Regions from separate parts of the Mus musculus genome. Here region 1 is linked to region 2. A link is a contact called in public promoter capture Hi-C data. All regions are on one chromosome and are shown on one strand. The core of a region is the stretch at or near the end of the contact, and the rest is flanking DNA. Distances in the headings are between cores, read along the strand shown. Region 1 overlaps Heg1 (heart development protein with EGF-like domains 1). Region 2 overlaps Zfp148 (zinc finger protein 148).

Region 1 (3,544 bases), core at 687-3,186, 290 kb before region 2:
CTGGCAAGATGGCTGAACACTAGCTGCTCTTCCAGAGGACCTGGGTTTGATTGCCGGCACTACAAGGTGGCTCAAAATCATATGTGACTCTAGTTCCAGAGGATCCACTGCCCTCTTCTGGCCTCTGTGGATACTGGGTATATACACTGTGCAGATACATACATGTGGGCAAAACACTCACATAAAATTAACACATAAAATTAAAGTGAATTAAAAAGTTAACTTTAAAAGTTTAAGTTAAAAATAGTATAGCTTAAAAAAAAAAAAAAAAACACAGCCTGGCAGTGGTGGCGCACGCCTTTAATCCTAGCACTTGGGAGGCAGAGACAGGTGGATTTCTGAGTTCAAGGCCAGCCTGGTCTACAGAGTGAGTTCCAGGATAGCCAGGGCTATTCAGAGAAACCCTGTCTCAAAACAAACAAACAAACAAACAAACAAACAAACAAATAAATAAAATAAAAAAAAATAAAAATAGTATAGCTTTAAGAGTTTAGGTTAAAAAATAGTATCTTCAGTGAGGTCCAATTATTTGCAAAAGAGACGTACATCCACTCGGATGACACCTGTTCTTCGGGCTGTAGGATGCATGCAACGCAGCACATAAGCAAGTTGCTGGGTTTGGTAAATTTCCAGATTCTGATTCCGTGGGTATGGCGTGAGGCGGTCTGGAACTCTGGGTGGCAGATGCCTGATGGTCCTCATGCAGACGGTGTGCAGTGGGTAGTGGGTGACAGATGGCATGCAGGCTCCCCTTTCCTTACCTTACACCTCTACTCTAATTGATTTTACACTGTTCTATGCTATGGCAAAGTACAATTAATTTGAAAAAGAGAAAAAGTGGCCAGCATGGTAGTGCATGCCTATAACCCCAGCACACAGAGGGCTGAGGCAGGAGGATTGTTGAGTTTGAGGTCATCTTAGGTTACAAAGTAGGTTTTAGGCTAGTATGGGAAATAGGCTAGATCCCAATTCAACAAGTAAACACATGCATATACACATACATATGCACACATACATATATACATACATATGTACATACACACATATACACATACATATACATAAATACACACATATACACACACATATATAAAAACAGGCATGCATGAGATGGGAAAAAGTTGAAGCAACTCAAAGCAGCAGGTGTGATGATATATACCTGTGCAGAGCAACCAACATAACATTCAAGCAACTAAGAAAGTGTGCAAGCCTAAGAGAACAGCAGAGGAGGAGGGGGCAGAAGAAGGCAAAAGACAGGTCTGGTTAGAAAAGAATTCTGGACAAGGGGCTAAGAAGACACAATTGTTGGACTTTGGGGTATTAACAGAGACAAATACTGCATAAGAAGAGAAAAGGGATAAGCTAGTTGGGGTCCCCAGCCTGGATATGGGTGACCTGCATGTCCTCGAAAGCTAAAGCCTTGGGAAAGACACCCTACCCTTTTGAAGGATATTTTCTACAGGCAGCAAGGTGTGGAGCCTGGGCAGAACTAGAGAGCTAGCAAAACACTTTTAAAAGGCAGGACACGGATTACCCTGGTGCCTAGAGTATGCTGGAACTGGGTGACAGCCAGGAATGTAGAAGGAGAGGTCATGCAGTATCTGGAAGAGGTTGGCTTACTGTTCTTACTGGGCCTGAGAACAGCATGTGCGGAGAAATCTGTCCGAGATGTTTCCTGCCTATGGAAAATCCAGCTCGATGGGCTGGGCACAGTGGAGCAGACTTATAACCCCAGAACTCAAGAGACAGAGGGAGGAGGGTTGCTGAGTTTGAGGCTAGCAAGGTGGCACAAAACATACCTCAGGTGCTTCTGTCACCAATGGGGAGAGATTCAGGTGTCCCCCCCAACTTCATAACCGATGCCCAGGGCTGGGCCCAGACCTCAGATAAGGAGGCCACTGGCAAATGTGTCTCAGTGTGTCCTGCTCATGCTATCACGTCATAACATTTTTATTAGTCACCATAAAATGTTTCATAATACTAACTTGATGTTGCTCCAAGTCACCCCAGTGTAACGACAAACTGCCAGCTTCATTCCTGAAGTGGGCTGGGGCCAACTGCCGTCCAGGAGGGGGCTGCCCTCTGCTAGACATAATGATGGTCACTTGGATAAATGGGGAGGGAAAAGTGGCCGCAGGGACCTGAGAGAAATCCTGGTTATAGACCCTACAAACAATGGGGTTGATTTTAACCACAAGAGCTTACAAAATAAATGGTGACTGTTCATAGCAAAAACAAAAACAAAAACAAAAACAAAAACAAAAAACAACAAAACAATAAACATCAATTGCACACAACCCAGGAAGTGAATTCATGCATGAATTTCACTTTCTAGAAAGATAACTATTCCCTTGAACACAAATGTAGAAAGCCCTCAGGAGGCGGAGGCAGAGGCAGAGGCAGGGGAATCTCTAAGAATTCAAGGCTAGCCTTGTCATAGTGGGTTTCAGGCTAGCCAATGCTACATAGAAAAACTTTTTCAAAAAAAAAAAAAAAAAAAGGAAAGAAAGAAAGAAGAAAAGAAAGGAAGGAAGGAAGGATAGAAAAAAAAAGAACAAAGGTAGGTATCCTGAAGACATAAAAAGTGGGACATACAAGTAGGGAATAGTAATGGGGGAGGTCAGACAATACACAACACACAGGAAATAAAATTGTGCCTACTTCCAACTTTAGATAGTTACCATTCGAACATTTACCTGTATGAGACAAAGCCATCCTAAAACTGTCTTGATTCCTATTATTCATACTAGGCTCTCCTATATCCTGTATCACAAATTTTATTTCATAACTTTGTTTTTTGTTTTTTTGTTTTTTTGAGAAAGGGTTTCTCTGTGTAGCCCTGGCTGTCCTGGAACTCACTTTGTAGACCAGGCTGGCCTCGAACTCAGAAATTCGCCTGCCTCTGCCTCCCGAGTGCTGGAATTAAAGTTATACACCACCACGCCCGGTTTATTTCATAATTTTGAAGGTAATTTCCACCTCAAAAGCATCTGAAGACGAAAAAAATACCCATGCAAGCAAATCTACCCTGCCTCAAACCGCTCCTCAGAGAGAAGAGGAGCCTGAGACAGCATGCTTGCTGCATTATCAGCATGCTTGACAGGGCTTGGACCGCGCATGCTCCCCTTCACGGAGTAAGTCTGCCTCACAGCACATGTCCCAGGCTGGTCCTTGTGCCCAGCGGGCACTGCACCGGAAGTCTCCTGACTCTGCGGTACAGGCGCACTTGCTCGCTGCAGTCATGCAATTCCCCTGTGCTATGACGGATAGCTCCGGTAGCAGTCACCCACTGCAGCCTCAGTACCGCCCCTGCCCAACGGCTCTCTTCCTGGGCATCCTGCAAACCCAATGCTGTGCTTCCTGTCCCCCCCCCCCACCACCCCAATTTGGACACACCCACATGTAAAGTGTTCCCCAAACACCATGTGATTGCCCCAAGACTCTAAATGAGGAACGTTCTTCTTACTCTCGTCCCACCCATGTATCTGTTCAGTCTTTTTTAACCTCCCTCCAATTCCACGACTTCCGGGAAACATTCACGAGA
Region 2 (3,563 bases), core at 823-3,322:
CTTTAAGAGTCAACGGAACATTTGAGAATCACCTGGGAGTCTCAGTGAGACACTGTCTAGATCAGGTTGGTCTGTGAGCAGGTCTATGGGTGATTTTCTTAGTTACATTCATAGCCTAGAAGTGAGAAGCACGTGGTTTGGGCCTGGAGGAGAGTGCACTGAACCAGCATGCATGCATGTATGAGCCTTGACTTGTCTGTGACAGACTGCAGCCTGGAACTGAGAGCTAGAACAAATGCGTGCCCCGTGTTGTTTTGTCAGGAATGAAACCAGGATAGAACTATTACAAGACTGTGGCCAGGGCATTCAGAGTTCACCACAGTGCAATGTCAGAGTGACAAAAGGACAAGCATTATGTCTCACTTTCTCAGATCACGCTCACCCATCCAGTCACACACAGACTTATAACTTTGCCTCAGGCCGCTTTGCAGAGGCTTTCTCTGGGGTAATTCTCAAGAAGTCTACAACACTTAATTACATGATGCTTATCCATATGTCTCTTATCTCCAAAATAGTCTCTGTGTACTCCTAGCAACTGAAAAACATTGAAGGGTCAGCCACTAAGTTTTTGTTAAATGAACAAATCATCAAAATCTAATAAACACATGAAAATATTCAACTCTTTTCACCTTGGACCTAACATTTTTATTATTGCACTGAAATTTCAAGTTAACTATCAAGTCACATAAAAGCCACATGATTTTTTTCTTCCACCATATATTAAAGTGATAAATGTTTCAGCCGAGCATAGCGGCTCATGCCGATGATAGCAGCACTCAGCAGACTGAGGCATAAAGACAGAGTTCCAGGCCATTTTAGCTAGAGTTAAGACCTGTCTCAAAATAAAACCAAACATGACACAGGAAAGCTTTTGATTAAAAAGGGCTGCTATCTATTAGTGTGTCCAAGGATCCCGTTCCACAGATCCTGCACATACCATAAGACCACATCGAAATAACTCTGGGACAGGGACGTAACAAGGCCCTAATAACTCGCAGGGCTGGCATTGTCACTGTTAGCACTCATCACCATTCTTAATTCCAACAAAATCTAAAACACACACACACACACACACACACACACACACACCTCACCTCCTGAACACTGTAAATTAATTTCAAAGAAACGTCTTCTTACAATGCTTAGAAATATCAAAGAAGAAAAGTCAATAGTCTATTAAATCAAAGTCACTTAGAAAATTTGAGATACTTGCTTTAAAATGAGATTAAAAAATTTAACATATAGATCACTTTAGTGAACTTCCAAATCATTAACCCTGGATGGAGACACAGGCAGCGTCTTCCTTGATACAGTGCGCCATGTAACAAAGAGACATGAAGGATGCTACTGCTCCTTATAAGTGGGAATGATCATTTTACTTAGCTTACACAGCTATTTCAGGAAAGTTTCCTTCTTTGTTACTCAAAATATGTAATTTATATTATTATGGAACTATTTCAAAATAATTTGTTGTAATTCATTAAAACCTGGATTTAACTACAATTAAGAGACTGATAGTCTTAAGCAGTGTGCCTTTTTAGACTCCCTCCCTCCCTCCCTCCCTCCACCTGTGGTGGTGACCATGAGCTTAGTTAGGCAGGACACAGCACTCACCGGTATGGATCTTCTCGTGTCTCTGAAGCAGGTACTTCTGTATGAAACGCATGTCACATTGACTACATTGAAACGGTTTTTCGCCTTAAAATAATTTGACATCCATATATTAGTTAATGAATAAGACAACACTTTAAGTCATACTTCTGAGGATATATGTCTTAGAAGTCCAAATTTGGGGAAATTCTAAAACACCACATGATTTTAAAAAACATTTTTCATTAACAGTTATACTTTCCCTCAAAAATTTCCCACGGGATTTAAAGTTTCACATTTTCACAATCACACAAAAAATAAAATTTCATTTATATCATTTTAATAAGAAAGAAAACAAAACTTAAAAGATATACGAGCTAAGGAAGCACTGTCCAGAGTCCTGGTGTTCCCTATCTGAAGGCATGCACATCCTGTTCTCAGTGGCTAACCATCCCCCTCTGCCCTTTTACCTCTGTCCTTGGAAGCAGTCTGTCTCTGCTGGAGACCGAATTCAATCCCCAGTGCTGTGGTCTGCCCAGGGGAAGCTGTGCTTCCATGCTGCACTGCTCCTTGGCACCTTCCTCCGTCCTCCCACCACACCCTACGAGGGCAGTCTCAAGTCTGAAGTGCTTCCTCACCCACTGGGCTTGAAGCTTACAGGAGTCCTCACCTCTGTTCCACAGACTACAGCCACGGTCTCTCTACCCTGAGGTCTCTTTAAATCCTTTCTCTATCGGCTTCTGGCTATCACTGCATTTTCTACTTCAACACATCTCCTTTACCCACCAAGTCATTTATATTTCTAGCTTGCCGTTCTAAAGGTGTGTGATCAGCCTTTAGCTCTATTTTCAACAATTTCACGATTTTTAACTTCTACTTTTGTTAGCTACCATTTCTAATATCTGATTTCCAAACACTGTCTGTGCTGTTCATACACAGAAAAATGAATCCAACAGGCTCTTACTACATCCGTAAGCATTTTCTCTCGTTGAAAAAGAGAACTTTAAGGCAAGTGAATACCCAATTAACACTATTAGATGGATATATCTGCATTAATCAATTGTCCTCTCATTTAAAGTCTTTCTCGGTTTCCTCCTGATAGCCTGGCTACAGATTTTGACTGACAATGCCAAGTAAGCTATGGTCTTAAGATTAGATGACATTTATACGAAGGTGAAAACAACAATGATAATAATTTTAATGGCCACAAGCCCATTTTAATTCAATACCTGTATGAATGAAGACATGCCTCTGTAAGTGATAGTTCGTTCTAAAGGCAGCATTGCAGTGCTCACAAACGTGAGATTTAGGGGTTTTCAAACCAAGTGATCCATCCTCATTTATTGTAAGGATCTAGTTTAAAAAAAAATAAAGGCAAAAAACAAAGTTTTTAAAATGTAAATACTACATTTTAAAAGGACAACATAAGCAAGAGGTTGTAAAAAAATTTTTTTTCAGAAATAATCTGGAAAAGGCTATTAAGAGAGTGGTACCTTTAAAGTAGGAAAGCACAATTTGACTTAGACTGGGTAAAGTCCATAGTAAAAACCTTGGAAGCACTCTTCCACCCCCTGTGTAATGGCGTCTCTACTACCAGAGTTCCTGCGTGTTCCCATAAAGGGCTGCTAGAAGTACAGTTTAATCTTCAATTTCAAATTCTCATATATGCAGGGAGAAAAGTTCAGTATCAATCAATTAATGAGAACTGCTAAAGCACAGAAAACCAATTTAACTTAATTTTATGTGACTGTTAATGAATTGAGAAATTCTATCTACTTAAATGGAAAAAAAATCAGGATTTGTTCAACTCAAAAAGGTTCAGAACCCAGTATATATTTTTTTCAATTGAAAAGGACACTATACATCTAGAGAGAGGGGGGGATAGATAGATAAATAGATAGATAGATAGATAGACAGACAGACAGACAGACGGACAGTGTCTATCTGGATACATAGTATCCTTTTGTGTGTAT

The links. Capture Hi-C pulls out chosen DNA fragments and counts their contacts.
Region 1: a promoter capture Hi-C map of adipose tissue shows a contact between it and region 2. The contact joins two enhancer-like sites. A contact is called at or near these places in 1 of 15 datasets of contacts at CTCF or cohesin (large pre-B cells), 15 of 484 Hi-C or Micro-C datasets (CD4 T cells, brain, cerebellum and 6 more), 5 of 115 datasets of contacts at active chromatin or transcription factors (astrocytes, bone marrow-derived dendritic cells, embryonic basal ganglia and 2 more) and 3 of 9 other capture datasets (adipose tissue, embryonic stem cells and liver).

The regions. Positions count from the first base shown.
Region 1 is chr16:33,751,488-33,755,031 of GRCm38.p6, reverse strand. All of the region lies in intron 12 of Heg1 (heart development protein with EGF-like domains 1), which reads right to left. Among named protein-coding and RNA genes, the nearest start is that of Muc13, 41 kb to the left of the region's middle. Within about 2 kb of position 1,936, at least 34 of the 459 cell types and tissues checked have an H3K27ac peak or open chromatin away from gene starts, as enhancers often do. A contact at or near this core is called in adipose tissue, where this site is marked.
Region 2 is chr16:33,466,235-33,469,797 of GRCm38.p6, reverse strand. Zfp148 (zinc finger protein 148) reads right to left here. Exons shown (of 9, transcript NM_011749.4): 6 at 2,820-2,943; 7 at 1,615-1,698. Among named protein-coding and RNA genes, the nearest start is that of Slc12a8, 50 kb to the left of the region's middle. Within about 2 kb of position 2,072, at least 19 of the 459 cell types and tissues checked have an H3K27ac peak or open chromatin away from gene starts, as enhancers often do. A contact at or near this core is called in adipose tissue, where this site is marked.